2 separate regions of the Pan troglodytes genome follow, and region 2 is linked to region 1. The links are chromatin contacts, called in public Hi-C maps. All regions are on one chromosome and are shown on one strand. The core of a region is the stretch at or near the end of the contact, and the rest is flanking DNA. Distances in the headings are between cores, read along the strand shown.

Evidence for each region. A called contact is a pair of places that touch in the nucleus more often than the background predicts.
Region 2: a Hi-C map of stem cell-derived neural progenitor cells shows a contact between it and region 1, with 3 times the contacts expected there. The contact joins the enhancer-like site here to the promoter of THAP3 in region 1. A contact is called at or near these places in 1 of 7 Hi-C or Micro-C datasets (stem cell-derived neural progenitor cells) and 1 of 1 datasets of contacts at active chromatin or transcription factors (stem cell-derived excitatory neurons).

What each region holds. Positions count from the first base shown.
Region 1 is chr1:225,369,727-225,377,373 of NHGRI_mPanTro3-v2.0_pri, forward strand. It overlaps THAP3 (THAP domain containing 3), which reads right to left and starts at 3,084. Exons shown (of 5, transcript XM_063786980.1): 1 at 2,953-3,084. The coding sequence starts at 3,026. PHF13 (PHD finger protein 13) reads right to left here. Exons shown (of 4, transcript XM_525170.8): 4 at 4,261-6,845. The coding sequence ends at 6,619.
Region 2 is chr1:225,648,196-225,655,842 of NHGRI_mPanTro3-v2.0_pri, forward strand. It overlaps ACOT7 (acyl-CoA thioesterase 7), which reads left to right. Exons shown (of 9, transcript XM_016953100.3): 2 at 3,312-3,429. Among named protein-coding and RNA genes, the nearest start is that of ACOT7, 45 kb to the left of the region's middle. Within about 2 kb of position 4,421, at least 8 of the 24 cell types and tissues checked have an H3K27ac peak or open chromatin away from gene starts, as enhancers often do. A contact at or near this core is called in stem cell-derived neural progenitor cells, where this site is marked.

The sequences.
Region 1 (7,647 bases), core at 1,834-4,333:
CTACCAGGAGCCGAGCCCTGTTCTTCGTGCTAGGGATGGGGGGTAATGAGACAGTCCTGGCCCCCAAGAGCTGATATTCTGGAGCGGGGGCACAGCGATGAGCCACACAGATGTGGACGGTGTCTTCTGGGGATGATAGCTGCTCCAGAGAACAGACAGAGGGAAGCCCTGGGGTGGTGAGGAGAGGCAGCTGAAGGGGTGATGTTTGACCACAGACCGCAGGAAGTGGCAGCACAAGCAACGCAGGCTTCAGAAGGGACAGCAGGAACGGCCACTCACGCAGGTCCAGCTGAGACAGCGAGAGGGAGTGGGGACTGCATGACGCAGGGCCCTGAGCAGTTGGGGAGTCCCTGGAGGCTCTGGACAGAGGTGAGATGGAACCTGGGTCCACCCTGGCTGCTGTGGGACCAGGCGTTGGCAGGAAGTGGTAATGAGAGGGCAGATTTGGATGTATTTTGAAAGCCATGCAGTAAGGTTTGCCTGTAGATGGTAAAATTGAGAAGGAAGGAGTTTCATGTTGGAGATAAAATTAAGTTACAGGACGGCAGGTTAAGGGGATCAGAAGTTTGTTTTGTAGCAGCTGAGCATGGTGGCTCACGCCTGTAATCCCAGCACTTTGGGAGGCCAAGGCAGGCAGACTGCCTCAACTCAGGAGTTCAAGACCAGCCTGGCCAACATGGTGAAACCCCATCTCTACTAAAGATGCAAAAATTAGCCCAGCGTGGTGGCGCACTCCTGTGATCCCAGCTACTTGGGAAGCTGAGGCACAAGCATCACCTGAACCAGGGAGGCGGAGGCTGCAGTGAGCTGAGACTGTGCCACTGCACTCCACCTGGGCAACAGAGTGAGAGTCTGTCTCCAAAAAAAGAAGTTTGTTTTTTATGTCAGGAGTTAAATTTGAGGTGCTTTTTAGGCTCTCCATGTGCTGGGGTGACAGGCGGCCACACGCATCTGGAGATGTCAGTGTGGAGGCCAACCCTGCGGAACCGACAAGCCTGGGTGAGATGGGCCCCTGGGGAGCAAGTGTGGCTAGAAGCCACCCCTGGGCCATGGCCCACACCCCAGGGCTCCAACACTTAGTGCTGGAAATAAGGAGGATCCAGCAAAGGAGACTGAGAAGAGACACCTGTGGCCAAGAAGTGTACCAGACGCCATGCGGGAAAAGTGACCCAGGCTCAGGGGTCAGTTGTGTGAAATGCTATGCAATCGATCAGCATCACAAGGCTCACTAGTGATGTGACAGAGCTCTCGTGGGAGTGGAGGAAACGACTTCAAGAGAGAAGGCACGGCAACTCCATCCCCAAGTACATACCTGACGGAGGCAAAACAGATAGATGCACCGCAACACAAGTCCCACCAAAACTGGCTAAAACAATGTTTGTTTTGTTTTGTTTTTTGGGACAGAGTCTCGCTCTGTTGCCCAAGATGGAGTGTAGTGGTGCGATCTCGGTTCACTGCAAGCTCTGCCTCCCAGGGTCAAGTGATTCTCCTGCCTTAGCCTCCTGAGTAGCTGGGATTTCAGGTGCGCGCTACCACGCCCGGGTAATTTTTGTATTTGTAGTAGAGACGGGGTTTCACCATGTTGGTCAGGCTGGTCTCCAACTCCTGACCTCAGGTGATCCACCCAGCTCGGCCTCCCAAAGTGCTGGGATTACAGGCGTGAGCCACCACGCCCAGCCTCCAGAACCATGTATTTCTCATCCAAAAAATGGGGCCACCCAAATGCCCTTCAATTGTAGAACAAATCAGTAAATTCTGGCACTTGCATTCAATGGAATATTATGTGGCAACGAAAGCGAATGAACTGCAATCCACTCTGATAGTGGGCAGGATAGGGTTCCCTTTGGGCAGGAGAGAGGAGGAGGGCCTGGGAGGGGGTCCAGGTAGGGGTTCTTCTCGGGGGTAGTGATGTTTTATTTCTTATTTTGAGATGAGGTATCGCTCTGTCACCCAGGCTGGAGTGCAGTGGCAAGATTATAGCTCACTGCAGCCTCGAAGCTGGGTTCAAGCGATCCTCCTACTTCAGTCTCCCGAGCAGCTGGGACTACAAGTGCACACCACCTTGCCTGGCTAATTTTTTTAAATTATTTGTAGAGGTAGGGTCTCCTTCTGTTGCCCAGGCAGGTCTCGAACTCCCAGGCTCAAGCGATCCTCCCGCCTCGGCCTCCCAAAGTGCTGGGATGACAGGCTTGAGCCACCGCGCCCAGCTGGTAACGTTTCAGTTCAGTGACGTTCACTTGGGGAAAACTCGCTGGGCTGTATACTTATGATTCGTGCATTTTTCTGCATGTACATTACGTATACTTCAAGCAAAGCATTTATCACAAAACAGAACAATAGGAGCAGAGGGAATGGGAACGATGAGCACAAGCCCCCCTTCGGAATGTGCCCAAAAGTGGGTAGAGAAATGGTGCCGTGACTGGACCTTGGAGAAAGCGCAACTTTGACTAAGGACGATTGCTCCTGGGCCGGGCCGGGCCGGGCCGGGCGAGTGCAGGAGCAGACTCCAAAGTCTCCAGCATCCTCCCGCGACCCTGCAAAGTCCCTTCGCACTGCCAGGACGCCCCTGGGGGTTCCACTCCTCCACTGCACCGCCCAGGTGCCGGGCTCCCTTCAGGACCGCGCGCGGCGGGGGCTGCAGCGACCAGGGACACAGCAAACCCCGGCCGCGGCCCGCTAGTCTGTTCAGCAAACACCTGCTCCGCTCCCTGCACGTCCCGGCCCCGGCCCCGCCAGGTGCGCCGCTGCCCCTCCGTCCGCCACTCCCCGCATCCCCGCGGCGGGCGCGGCGGCGCCAGCCCCTCTGGGCCCAGGACCTCGGCCTGTCCCCGGGCCCAGCGGCCGCACGCCTTCGGGCCTCCCGGGCGGTTCCGCCCGGCGCGCCAAGGCCTCGGAGTCGCTCCGCGGGCCCCGGGTCTGGGCCTCCCGCGCCCCCGGGTCCCCGCCTCTTACCGGTGGAAGGTGAGCTGCTTCCTGCGGCTGCTGTAGCGGTTGCAGCACTGCCGGGCCGCGCACGACTTCGGCATCTCGAGCCAGGCCCGGCTGCCCCCAACAAAGATGGCGGCGGCGGCGGCGGCGGCGGGGCCTGCGGGGAGGGGAGGGACCTGCGGGAGGGGCGGGGCCGCTGGGAGGTGGTGACGGGCCTGGCTCGCCTCCAGGGCGCGCTCATCCTGCCATCCCAGCCACCCGCGTCTCCCCAGGGTCGGACGGGACCCGGGGCGCCACGTCAAGGGGTGCTCCGGGCCCCAATTCAGGCCCGAAACCCCAACTCCTAGCCTTGGGCCTGTGCAAGTCTTACCCCATTCGCCAATGCTGGTCGCCTTTCACCTCCTTGCTTTGAGCACCCAACCAGGACGCATAGCCACTCACAGGCTTGGACAACTGGAAACCAACGGCCAACCCCTCAGTGTTTTTAGGGCTTTGAATTGTGAATAGGTCTGGACTCCTCTGACGTCACTGGAGGTGGTACTAGTTGGCCACTGGTGGTGTCAGTTCAGAGGCCAGACAGCTCACTGCCCTTAAGTTTGGTCACAGGGAACCCCCAAACGTGAAGAGGCAAAAAGGGCAACTGAAGGGGAGGGAGATTCCAGTTCAGGCCTTGCAGAAACTCCGAGGAGGCTGCAGCTTTCTCAAAGCAGCCTATAAGGAAGGCGTCATCTTGTGAGAAGAAAAAAAAAAAAATATCAGCCAGGCGCAGTGGCTCACGCCTGTAATCCCAGCACTTTGGGAGGCCGAGGCAGGCGGATCACCTGAGATCAGGAGTTCAAGGCCAGCCTGACCGACATGGTGAAACCCCATCTCTACTAAAAATACAAAAATTAGCCGGGCATGGTGGCGGGCACCTGTAATTCCAGCTACTCAGAAGGCTGAAGCAGGAGAATTGCTTGAACCCGGGAGGTGGAAGTTACAATGAGCCAAAATCTCATCACTGCACTTCACAGCCTAGGTGACAAGAACAAAACTCAAGTCTCAAAAACAAAAAAAAAATCAAAAGTAGGCTAACCACTCACTGGGGCTTGAGCTAATCCTCAATCTGATGAAGAAACTGCAAAAACCATTCACATCTACTCGTCCTGTGGTTTGTTTCTGAGGAATTCACCAGCAAGGTACCGTAACACCGTGGGCATTTTCCATCCTGCTAAGTGCACACTGAGACGCTGCCTTCCCAGAGACTTGATGTAATCATGCTTTGGGGAGGTAGCAAGGAGAAAAGAAACACAATTGTCCTTCAGCACAGAACGCAATCGCCTGAACCTTGAATCATGAACCTCAAAGTAGCAATATATTTATTTACAAAATATACAGTTTCACAGAAACAGCTTCGCTTTATACACATAAACTTTAAAATTACACAGAACCATGTAAACGATGTGAAGTGTCTGGCCTGGCCAAAGCCGATGGGAGGGCCTACCTTTGGGGTGACATCCCTCCCTCCCCTCACTTCATTAGCCACCAACCAGGAACCCCAGATGGGTCGTGCCTAATTTGCATATAAAGAAGCTGATTGCAGCTGCCCAGCTCAATCTAACACAAAAACCAAGGTGTCCGACTTCTTAGACACCACCCACATGGACAGATCTGCTAAAAGAACAAAAATGCAATCAAGGAAACAAAATGGAGATGAGTATCACATGCATTCCAGAGGCATCGAACCTTCTAGCACACGTGACAGTTGCCAGGGCCGGCAGTTCCATTCTAAAGTCACATGGATTCTTAAATGCACCTTTAAAAGCTTGTGGAATTTTTTTTTTCAAAGCAGAAAAACACTTTGGAGCGCTGGTTATTCATGTGGTGAAGACACTGGACAGGCGTTATCTCAGGGTAGATCTTTGGCAAATTCCTCTCCAATGCGTCCTGGCTGTTTGCCCTCGTCAGTTTCTAAACCGGCTTACTATTTTTCTCTACTGAACCTCCCCCTTGGGGATCTTCACAATAAACTGGCTTCAGAAACTATTTCTCTCTAGTTTCGTGTTAATACAAGCAACAGAACTTTTAAAAAATAAGACGGTTGGACAAGTGTGAAAGATACTAGGACAAAAAAAAATGCCTCTGATTAGCCAAATTACGGTTCAAGCCCCTTGGTGCTTCAGTGGGAGAAGGTGGGAAGAGTCTGCCTGGTGGCCTGGCACAAAGGTGCCACATGAAGGGGAAGCCCCCAGCAGGGAGAACGCGGGCCCATCCCGCTGAAAACAAACATGACTTGCTTGAGCATTCTTCCCTTTCCATGCCTTAAAGAAACAATGCTTATGAAAACCTACCAATCAATTAGAAAATGTTTTGAGAACAAGTACTTGAACTGCTGAAGAGCAGTGTTCATTTCAGAGAAAGCCGGAGCCCCTCTCCCTCCCAGCCCCAGAACTACCAGTGTTCCGGGGCACCCTGCCCTCGAGCAGAGTTCTTCCACAGCCTCCGGCATCAACTCCCAGGTTTTTCCAGAGCTGGCCCTCACAGGGGCCTCCCAGGTCCAGGATCCCAGCTGAGATTTAAGGAACTCGGCACAGTTCCAAGGGGTCATCCTGAAGGCCCATGTTACCCTATCACTCACTCACCAACTCAAAACAGAAAAAGAAAGACTCAAGTCCTAACTGTGCCCTGTGGAACCGGCAGGCCAGCCTGTCTAAAGGGCACACAAGAGTCGCCAACGGAGAGGGCTCCCTCCCAGCTCTCCTTTACCCTATTCTTTGGAGGAACACCATGCGGGTCCCAGTGATTGCCTAACCTTTATGCTGCTACCAGAATGAGGTGAAAGGAAGAGACAAGGACAGAACCTATGAGTTCCCACACTTGCAAACAGCTGGCCTGGGCCCACCAAGACCTCACACACCAACTAAGAGGGCGCTCAGCAAGAAATCAGCCTATACTTTTGGCTGTATCGTGCAAAAAGACAGGGTTTTTACATCGTGCAAAACAGGAAACTGAGTTATGAACACGGGCCACCTCAACCCCCCAACCAACTCCCTTTCCACAGAGAAGTGGCCACATTGTCCCTTTTAACAAACAGAAGGAAACCTAAGAACCACCAGCTGACCCGCCAGCCCAGCGCCCTTCCAGGGGAGCCCGAGGCCTCCCGCCAGTGCCTCCCCCAGCCGGTCAGGCAGCAGCTGAGGCAGGCAGAGGGCAAGCCACTAAGTAGGGGCAACTTGGATGGCTGCTGTACAGACACTTTTGGTAAAAGACTTAACACTCAAGAAAAAGCTTACACGTATGGCTGTTCATTAACAGGCTGGGGAAACCGAACACCTCTCCCCAACACAGTGGAAGCAGAATAACAGCTGGCACTGAGCCCAATCAGCGGGAATCTCTTAGCAATGATAGCAAAACGCACAGCTACCACGGACCCTCATTTTCAAATGAGCCAAACCCGCTGCACGTGGGTGTCCAGTCCACCTCCACTGCAGGGAACGCAGCTCTGGCAGCAGCTCTGGCTGGCAAAGGTCGCATTCGGTCACCGGCTATGTACAGTTTCTACTTTGGACAGCCTGTCCTTTTGCTTAGGCACCTAAATGGCAGGGATCTGCCCGCACCAGAGCTGAGGGTTCTGTGCTCAACTAAGAGAAGGGCAAAAAAGCCCACGGTCGCTTCCGATTCCACGCTCGCAGCCTCCTCGCCAGCCAGCAGTCAGTCCAGGAACAGCTTCCGGGAGCCCGTCCGCGAGCGGTTGGAACGGCGGATGTCAAACTTGGAGTCCCGGCACTTTTGGCAGACAAACACTTCTGGAACATTGGATTTCCGGATTTTCGCACAGGACAGGTGAATCCAGGTGTGGCACTCATTACACTCGATCATGGGGCGGCCGGCAAATGGCTTCATGCAGAAGCAGGTCACGAGGTCCCAGGAATCGTCATCTGGAAGGAAAGATACTCTCAAGGAGGGAAGAGAAATTCCCATCATTCCTCGCCATCAGCTGGGCTTCCATGAAACCCCATTAACTCTACTGACGAGAACACTTCCAACTGCCACTCGAAGCTGACACTTCTCTCTGAAAAGGCACGAGGGGCTCCAAAATGTGTGGGAACCAGGTATTACCCAGGAGATGCTTACTTTTTTTTTTTTTTTTTTTCCTAAGACAGGGTCTCACTCTGTCACCCTGGCTGGAGTGCAGTGGTGCAATCATACCTCATTGCAGCCTCAAACTCCTGCAGTCAAGCCATCCTCCCACCTCAGCCTCCCAAATAGCTGGGACTACAGGCACACACCACCACACTCGACTATTGTTTTTTTTTTTTTTTCTTGAGACGGAGTTTTGCTGTCGCCCAGGCTGGAGTGCAATGGCACGATCTTGGCTCACTGCAACCTCCACCTCCTGGGTTTAAGTAATTCTCCTACCTCAGCCTCCTGAGTAGCTGGAATTGCAGGCGCTCACCACCACGCCCAGCTAATTTTTTCTTTTTTTTTTTTTTGTATCTTTAGTAGAGTCGGGGTTTCACCATGTTGGTCAGGCTGGTCTCGAACTCCTGACCTCGTGATCTGCCTGCCTCGGCCTCCCAAAGTGCTGGGATTACAGGCATGAGCCACTGCGCCCAGCCTTTTTTTGTATTTTTGCAGTGACAGGGCTTTGCCATGCTGCCCAGGCTGGTCTCCAACTCCTGAGCTCAAGCAATCCACCCGCCTTGGCCTCCCAAAGTGCTGGGATTACTGGTGGAGCCA
Region 2 (7,647 bases), core at 3,171-5,670, 280 kb after region 1:
GGCTCACACCTGTAATCCCAGCACTTTAGGATCACCTGAGGTCAGGAATTTGAGACAGCCTGGACAACATGGCAAAACCCTGTCTCTAGTAAAAATACAAAATTTAGCCAGGCGTGGTGGTGCATGCTTGTAATCCCACTTACTCGGAAGGCTGAGGCAGGGGAATCGCTTGAACCCAGGAGACGGAGTTTGCAGTGAGCCAAGATCATGCCACTGTACTCCAGCCTGGGTGACAGAATGAGACCCTGTCTCAAAAAACAAACAAAAAAAATAGTGAAGAGGAACATGAAGTGCTTTCGGTACCCGTGTCTTTATTAGAAATGGGATCACGAACGAGGTCAGGAGATCAAGACCATCCTGGCTAATACGGTGAAACCCCTTCTCTACTAAAAAATACAAAAAAATAGCCAGGCGTGGTGGCGGGCGCTTGTAGTCCCAGCTACTCGGGAGGCTGAGGCAGGAGAACCCAGGAGGCGTGAACCCAGGAGGCGGAGCTTGCAGTGAGCCAAGATCGTGCCACTGCACTCCAGCCTGGGAGACAGAGCGAGACTCCATCTCAAAAAAAAAAAAAAAAAGAAATGGGAAAACGAAGTCTCCAGTGAGAGGCAGCAGCTTCCCTGGCTCCCCTGGCTCCCTGGCTCTCACCCCTGCCTGCCTTTAGACGGAGGCAGTCATGACCCTGTCCTGGGATGGACACGGTTGGCCTTGGCCAGGCCATGGGGCGGGGCCTGAGAGAGTGACAGAGCTGTTTATGGGTCCTGGAGGCTGGCTGGGTCCAGCGGTTCCTGAGCTGTTTGGAAGGAATGAGGGAGGTGGGGAGGGGAAGAGGGAGGGGCCAGGTGTGGAGCAGCTGGTGGTGGTATGCAGGATGGGAAGGAATCCCAGCTGAGGCTGGGACTCACTGGCTGCCCCGGCTTGGAGGGAAGGTGTCTGATTTGGGGAAAGGGAGAAGGGGTAAGTGAGTTGGGCTTTGAGCCTTGTGCATTGGAGGTGACAGCACAGTCCCCAGTCAGGAGTAAGGTCCTGTAGGGGAGAGGGTTGTGTCTGACCTTGAGGGCAGGGGCTGGCTTCCTGGGTGGTCAGTTGGGGAGTTAGGATGGTCCTTGGTGCAGGACCCAAGGTGCTGAAGAAAGGCGGCCAGGCCCGTGGAAGCCAGCTGGCGTGCGGTCTGCAGTTCCTGGCATGTACTCCTGATGGCACAGCGCCAAGTGCCGAGTCCTCACTTTGTTGCCAGGTGGCTCCAGGCTCTTCCTCGGGGCCTCAGGCACTGTCCCTGGTCTTCTGTCTTAAAGGCTACCCACTTATCTGTCCTGTCTTCAGTGCCCACCGCATGAAAGCACTTCCTCCGCTGCTCTGCAGCCCTTGGCCCGTGTCTTCTCTCCCTGGCCTTGTGTCATTCCTGGGGGCCAGCCTGCTGTGTGTGGCTCCACTTCACAGGCAAAGTGAGGCCTGCAGCAGTCATTCAGGCTGCTCTGGAGGCTGGCTCTGCTGCTCCTGGGAAATGCTGGGCTGATGTTTCCTCACTGCTCTAGAACCAGGAGCTGGGCCCTGCTCTCCGCACCCACCCACAGCCTTGGCTAGTGCCCCCAGGACAGGCCTGTGTGGAAAGTGACCCTCTGCCCGCTGCAGCTGGTGCGGGGAAGGCCCTTCCTACTAAGTGGAAAACAAAGGGAAGAGGCTGATAGAATCATTTTGTGACTTATAATTGGCTACCTCATAACTCAGACAAAAAAAGCCCAAAAACCTTTCATAGAGTAAGTTCAATTTTTAAAAACAAAGGTATTTAAAAATGAACACTTGAGAAGCCAAATGAGGTTTCTTGTGTGCTCTGGGGATCCCCCGGCCACTGTGTCACGCCGTGCCGGCCGCTCCACAGGCAACCGTCCCTGAGCCTCCCGCGGAACCTTGGGCCCTGCCTGACCTCAGAGCCAGAAGCCAGTTGGCCTAAGTGGGCCCTGGTTTGCATAATAGACTCTCACCCAGGGTGGAGGGGTGACACTGGGGATGGGCAGCTATGGGTCGCTGGGGGACATCTGTGGTCATTTGCTCTAGAAGTGGCATCCTGTGGCCAGATGGTGGGTTTCTTGGAGCTTCCAACCAAGTTGGCTAAATACTTACCGAAGAGGGAAAAATTCTCCTAGTTAACGTGTGGACTATCTACTGTGTACCATGTGTCTGCCAGCGCTGTTGTGGAGTGAGTGTGCGATCTGCGTGATCTCCCACAGTTAGGCGAGGCAGTGCTGTCATTCTACCCATTGTACAGATGAGCACATGGAGGAGTGAGGGTTCTGACAGCTTGCCCAGGTTACCTAGCAAGTAAGAGCCAGAGCCAGGAACGCTCTTGGAGAGTGACTTGCTCAGCCTTGGAGCTGCTAGAGAAGCAGAGAGGAGATGCAGACCTGGGGAGACGCTGCTCCTGGGGCCCCCACACGGGCCAGCAAGGCTGGGCAGGCTACACAAGCTGCAGGTGGATGCTGGACCCTGGACCTGTGCCCGCTGCCTGTCACTCGTCTCCAGGCCTTGGCCTGTGAAGGCGGCTTTCATCAGCTGGGTGCTGTCTGGGAAGGTGCCAGGCAACTTGCCCTGGTAGGACTGCCAAGCTGGCTTGTTGGGATTCCAGAGATTTCGTGGAGCTCCCACACTGCCGGCTGCTCACGGCAAGGATGAAGTTGTTCCTCTTTGGGGAAGTGAGGTGGCGTTTCCATTCCTTCTGACCTGGGAGAGCTCCTTGCCTTCAATCCAGGGCCTGATTCCACACTGCCCCCGGGACCCACAGAGGAGCTTAGCGCGCAGTGGGCAGGCGCTCACCTGCTGACAGGGCCTGGGGTCTTGAAGCTGCGACTCATGTTTAGTTCTCAGAACAGCCGTGGCTACCTGGCTTCTCTGGGACTCCTGACGGGGGTGGTGGTGGTCCCGGGAATTTGCTCCTAGGGTCACAGTCTGTGTGTTGGTCACTGGGAACCCCAAGGGCTGATCACCACCTCCCTGCCCTGTGGCTTTGCTTAAAGGTCTTCACCATCAGCCCTTCCCTGCCAGGGCAGTCCAGGGACATGTGGCTTCAGGGGGAGAAAGTGCCCCTCTGCCCTCCTTCTCTCTCATGGAAACAGCATCTCAGGGCCCCTTCCGTGGCCTGGCAGGTGGTGCCCCACCCTGACGAACACACCACCTGGGAAGAGCCCAAACATGGGGAAGGTTCTCTTTCCTCCAGGAGCCATTGAGCCCTTTGGGGACCTTCTCCCCTCCTTGGATTGTCACTGTTGCACAAATGGCATCCTCTCCAGAGGCCTCATCCTGCTTCTTCTCTGCCCTAGGATCATGCGGCCAGATGATGCCAACGTGGCCGGCAATGTCCACGGGGGGACCATCCTGAAGATGATCGAGGAGGCAGGCGCCATCATCAGCACCCGGCATTGCAACAGCCAGAACGGGGTAAGGGTCTGGGCCCCATACCTCTGGGCCCTGGAAGCCGCACCAGTGTGAGTTCAGGACAGGAGTTCTCCGGGGAGCCAGGCCTGCAGCCTTCCCTCCCCTTGTGCACTGGGCCTTGGGAACTGTGGGAGAAGTGGCCCAAGTAGTTCTGCACCGGACCCTCAGAGCTATGCTTGGTTTTGGCCTCAGCCAGGAGGTGTAGGAACCCACCAGAGATGAAGCGTCAAGCAAGCTGACAGGCCCTCCCTCCACCACTCCCCGCCATGCCGAGTCCCCCGCCAACCTGGCCCTGATCAGAAGCATGCCCCGCCTCCGTGGGGTGGAGTTTATTGTGATGGCCAACAGCTGAGACATAAGAGGCCAGACAGCAGATGGAGGGGAGGTCCCACCTCTGCCCTGACCAACCCTGGTGGCCATGGCACCATGGCAAGTGCCGTGGCTCTCTGTGACTTGGCCACTTCCTGGCTTTGAAGCTCACAGGCCTGGTACCACTGTGCCCACAATGGGAGCAGCTCTCCACCTGCCCCAAAATTGTGCAGCTCGGGAGGGCCCTGTGACCCTAAAGCTGGGGACAAGGGGCACGGTGTCTAGTGTCAACCTCAGAGCTGCTGTAGGACATTCAGCCATCCCCAGCCCTGGGGAGGGGACATTTTCTCTGAAGGTCGGCTGTTGAGGGGAAGCCAGCCCTTGGGTGCTGAGGACAGGGCGTCTGCCTTGGTGCCGCAGCTGCAGCCTCTGCCCTATGGGGCTCAGTCAGCATACCTTCTGTGGCCTCCAGGGAGGCAGAGAAGAGGAAGACTCAGCCCCAGCTTGGAGAGTGGGAGTGTGAGGTGCAGGTCCCCACCATGGGCATGGGCATAATGCCACTCTATCAAGAGGCCAAGTGGAAGCCACGTCAGAGACCAGGGACCAGCGGAGGCGCTGTGAGCTCTGAGCCACACTGTTGAGATGCAGGAAGTGGCTGCCGGCTCTGTCAGCCTGGGCTGCCGGAACTAAGACCACAGCCTGCTGGCTTGTGAACAATGGAAATGCATTTCTCACAGTCCCGGAGCCTGGAAGTCCAGGATCAGGGCGCCGGCAGATTTTGTGTCTGTTGAGGGCCCGTTTGTTTCCTGGTTCATAGATGTCACATCACTTCCTGTGTGTCCTCGCTTGGTAGGAGTGGCTCTCTCAGGCCCTTTTATAAGGACACTAATCCCATTTGTGAGGGCTCTGTCCCCATTCTCTCGTCACCTCCCAAAGACCCTACCTTCTACTACCATTCCCTTGGGGGTTAGGATTTCAACACAGGGATTTTGGGAGGGGGGGACAGCCATGCAGAGCATGGCACATGCATTCAGCCTGGAACAGTGGGCAGGGTGTGTTTCAGTGGAGGAGTGGAAGCTGTGTGTGTGTGCGTGTGTGTGTGTGTATCTGCGTATGCATGTGTGTGTGTGCATATGTAGAATGAACCAAGCCACAGTAAGTGCGGATGGTTGGACGTGGATGTGGGGGATGTGGTGTGGTACAGGTTCAGGTGTGGGTTTGCTGGCAGCGCCTGGTTTAGGAGGGGCTCGCTGGCTGGGCTAGGGGTAGATTGATTCTTTGGACCCGAGGCTCCGGTGCAGCTCAGTCACGTTCAGAGAGCACCCTCTGGTGGCTGTGGGGAGGGTGGGCCTGAGCCTGAGAGCCTGGGGCAGGGGTGAGGGCCAAGTCCCAAGTTCCTGTTGCACCCTTCCAGAGAGAGACAGTGAGGGTCCCTGGCAGGAGAGCATGGACACAGGGAAGGAAAAGTCCCCAAGATGGGGAGGAAAGATGAAGGAGGGGCTTGGGAGGCCAGAGGGTGATGCTGTCACTCAGAATCGTGGAATTATTTTGCTGCCATTTGGTCAGCACTTGGCATTCTGCAAAGCTCCAGAATGCTTCAGGAGCTAAAGTTTAGCTCATGGAATCCTCACAACACCCCGGAGAGGTAGCTGTTCTTGTCTTGTTTTTTTTTTTCTGAGACAGAGTCTCACTCTGTCACCCAGGCTAGAGTACAATGGTGCGATCCCGGCTCACTGCAACGTCTGCCTCCCAGGTTCAAGCGATTCTCCTGCCTCAGCTTCCCGAGCAGCTGGGATTACAGGCGTGTACAACCACACCTGGCTAATTTTTTTGTATTTTTAGTAGAGATGGGGTTTCACCGTGTTGGCCAGTCTGATCTCGAACTCCTGACTTCAAGTGATCTGCCCACGTCGGCCTCACAAAGTGCTGGGATTACAGACGTGAGCCACTGCGCCCAGCTGCTGTTGTTATTTTTATTATCCCAGTTGCATAGATAAGGAAACTGAGGTACAGAAAGATTGAACACTTGCTTGAGGCCACCTGGGGAGGCAGATGGTAGGTCTGGGCTGTGACTATGCCTTGAACCTGTGCTTTGAACACTTGCCCCTCCTTGCTCCTTCTCCGGATCTGGGGCTGCTGGAGGGACAGTTTTGACACATTGGCTTGGAGAAGCCTCTGGGAGGCTGGTCCCCAGGATGGTGATCCAGAAATTCTAGGCTTAGGAGGGGGTCTCTGAGTTCCAGGCAGCCCCAGGGCGTGGGGGTGAGAACAGTCCCAGTGCCTAGAAGGGCTTTGCTGGGGCCCTAGGTGGGGCAGGGGACCCCCGCATCCACACTCCCCTGGTGGTGCCTTCCAGTCTGTGGCTGGAAGTCCCAAGGTTCTGTCTCTGGCTGGGGCCTCTTGGCCAGCCCATCTGGATGCCTACTTGGCCTGCTTGGCCTTGATGTGCAAAAAAACGACACTCCTGTCCTTGCCCCAGGCTTGCTTCTCCCAGCCTCCCTCCCCTCAGTAAATGGTCTCTGCAGCCCCCCCGGTGCTCAGGCTCAAAGCCTGGAGCCTCTGTCGGCCTCTCTCCCTCCCACACTCATGAGGCTCTGGGAGCAGATCCCACTGCTCTACCTTCCAGGAAGTCCAGATCTGAGCACAACCCCCAGGCCCACCCCCACTTTGGGTCCAATGGTGCTGCTCTCCCGATCACCCGATCACCTGATCACTGCAGCACCCTCCTGGCAGGTCACCCTGCTGGTCCCTGCTGCCTGGTTTGTTCTCCAGCAGTAGCCAGGGAGATGTGGAGTCAGGGCACAGTACTGCCTGCTCAGAGCCCTCCAGATCTCCTGTTTCGCCCAGAGCCAAAGGCACGTCCGCACGAGTCCCTGTCTCTGCCTAGCGCGGCTCGGGGACCTCACCTCCTACGTCTCTTTCTCAACTCTCCCTCTGGCTACATTGGCTTTTCTGCTGCTTCTCGGACTTGCTGGGTGCATTCCTGCCTTGGGCCTTTGCACTGGCTTTCCCCAGATATCCACAGGGCCCTGCCCTCTCCTCTTCTAGGCTCTACATAAAAATGTTGGAATCCCAGCACTTTGGGAAGCTAAGATGGACAGGTCACTAGAGCTCAGGAGTTTGAGGCCAGCCTGGGCAACATGATGAAACTTTGTCACTACAAAAATTAGCCAGGCGTGGTGGCCTGTGCCTGTAGTCTCAGCTTCTTGGGAGGCTGAGGCAGCAGGATCACCTGAGCCCAGGAAGGTTGAGGCTGCAGTGAGTTGAGATCACATCACTGCTCTCCAGCCTGGATGACAGAGTGAGACCCTGTTTCTACAAAAACAAAACACAGCGTCCAGCCATGCCCCTGATGGCCTGGCTCCCTCTCTGCTTCCAGCTGCTGCTCCACTCCTGACCTGCTGTGCTTGTACAGAGTGGTAGCCCCACGAGGGCAGGCAGGACTTCTGCCCTTGGTTTCTCCAGACTGAGCATAGAGCGTGCTTAGGCATCATCTGATGAATGCTGGGAACTCGGGCCTGGCACCGTCAACCGTCATGGAGAGCGTCTACCGAGTAAGCGCTTACGATGAGCCCGCGGCCACGCTGGGGCTCACCCTTCCTCTCCCTGTGTAGTCTTCCCAGCCACCTGCTGAGACAGGCACTGTTCTTAACCCTGTTTTACAAGTGGGGAAACTGAGGCCTAGAACAGTTAGGTGGCTTTCCAGACAGCTGCATCCTCAGAGCTGCCGTCAGCCAGGAGACGGCTGGGGCTGGGCATGGTGATGAGACCGCACCCTCTCTGGGCCCTCACTGGATGCTGGGCATGGTCCACGCACTTGACGTTTGTCAGTTGCCTTATCCCCGCATGTCAGAGAGAGACAGCTATCCCTGCCTCTCCTGGGTGTTTCCTAAGCACCGAGTTCTTCCCATT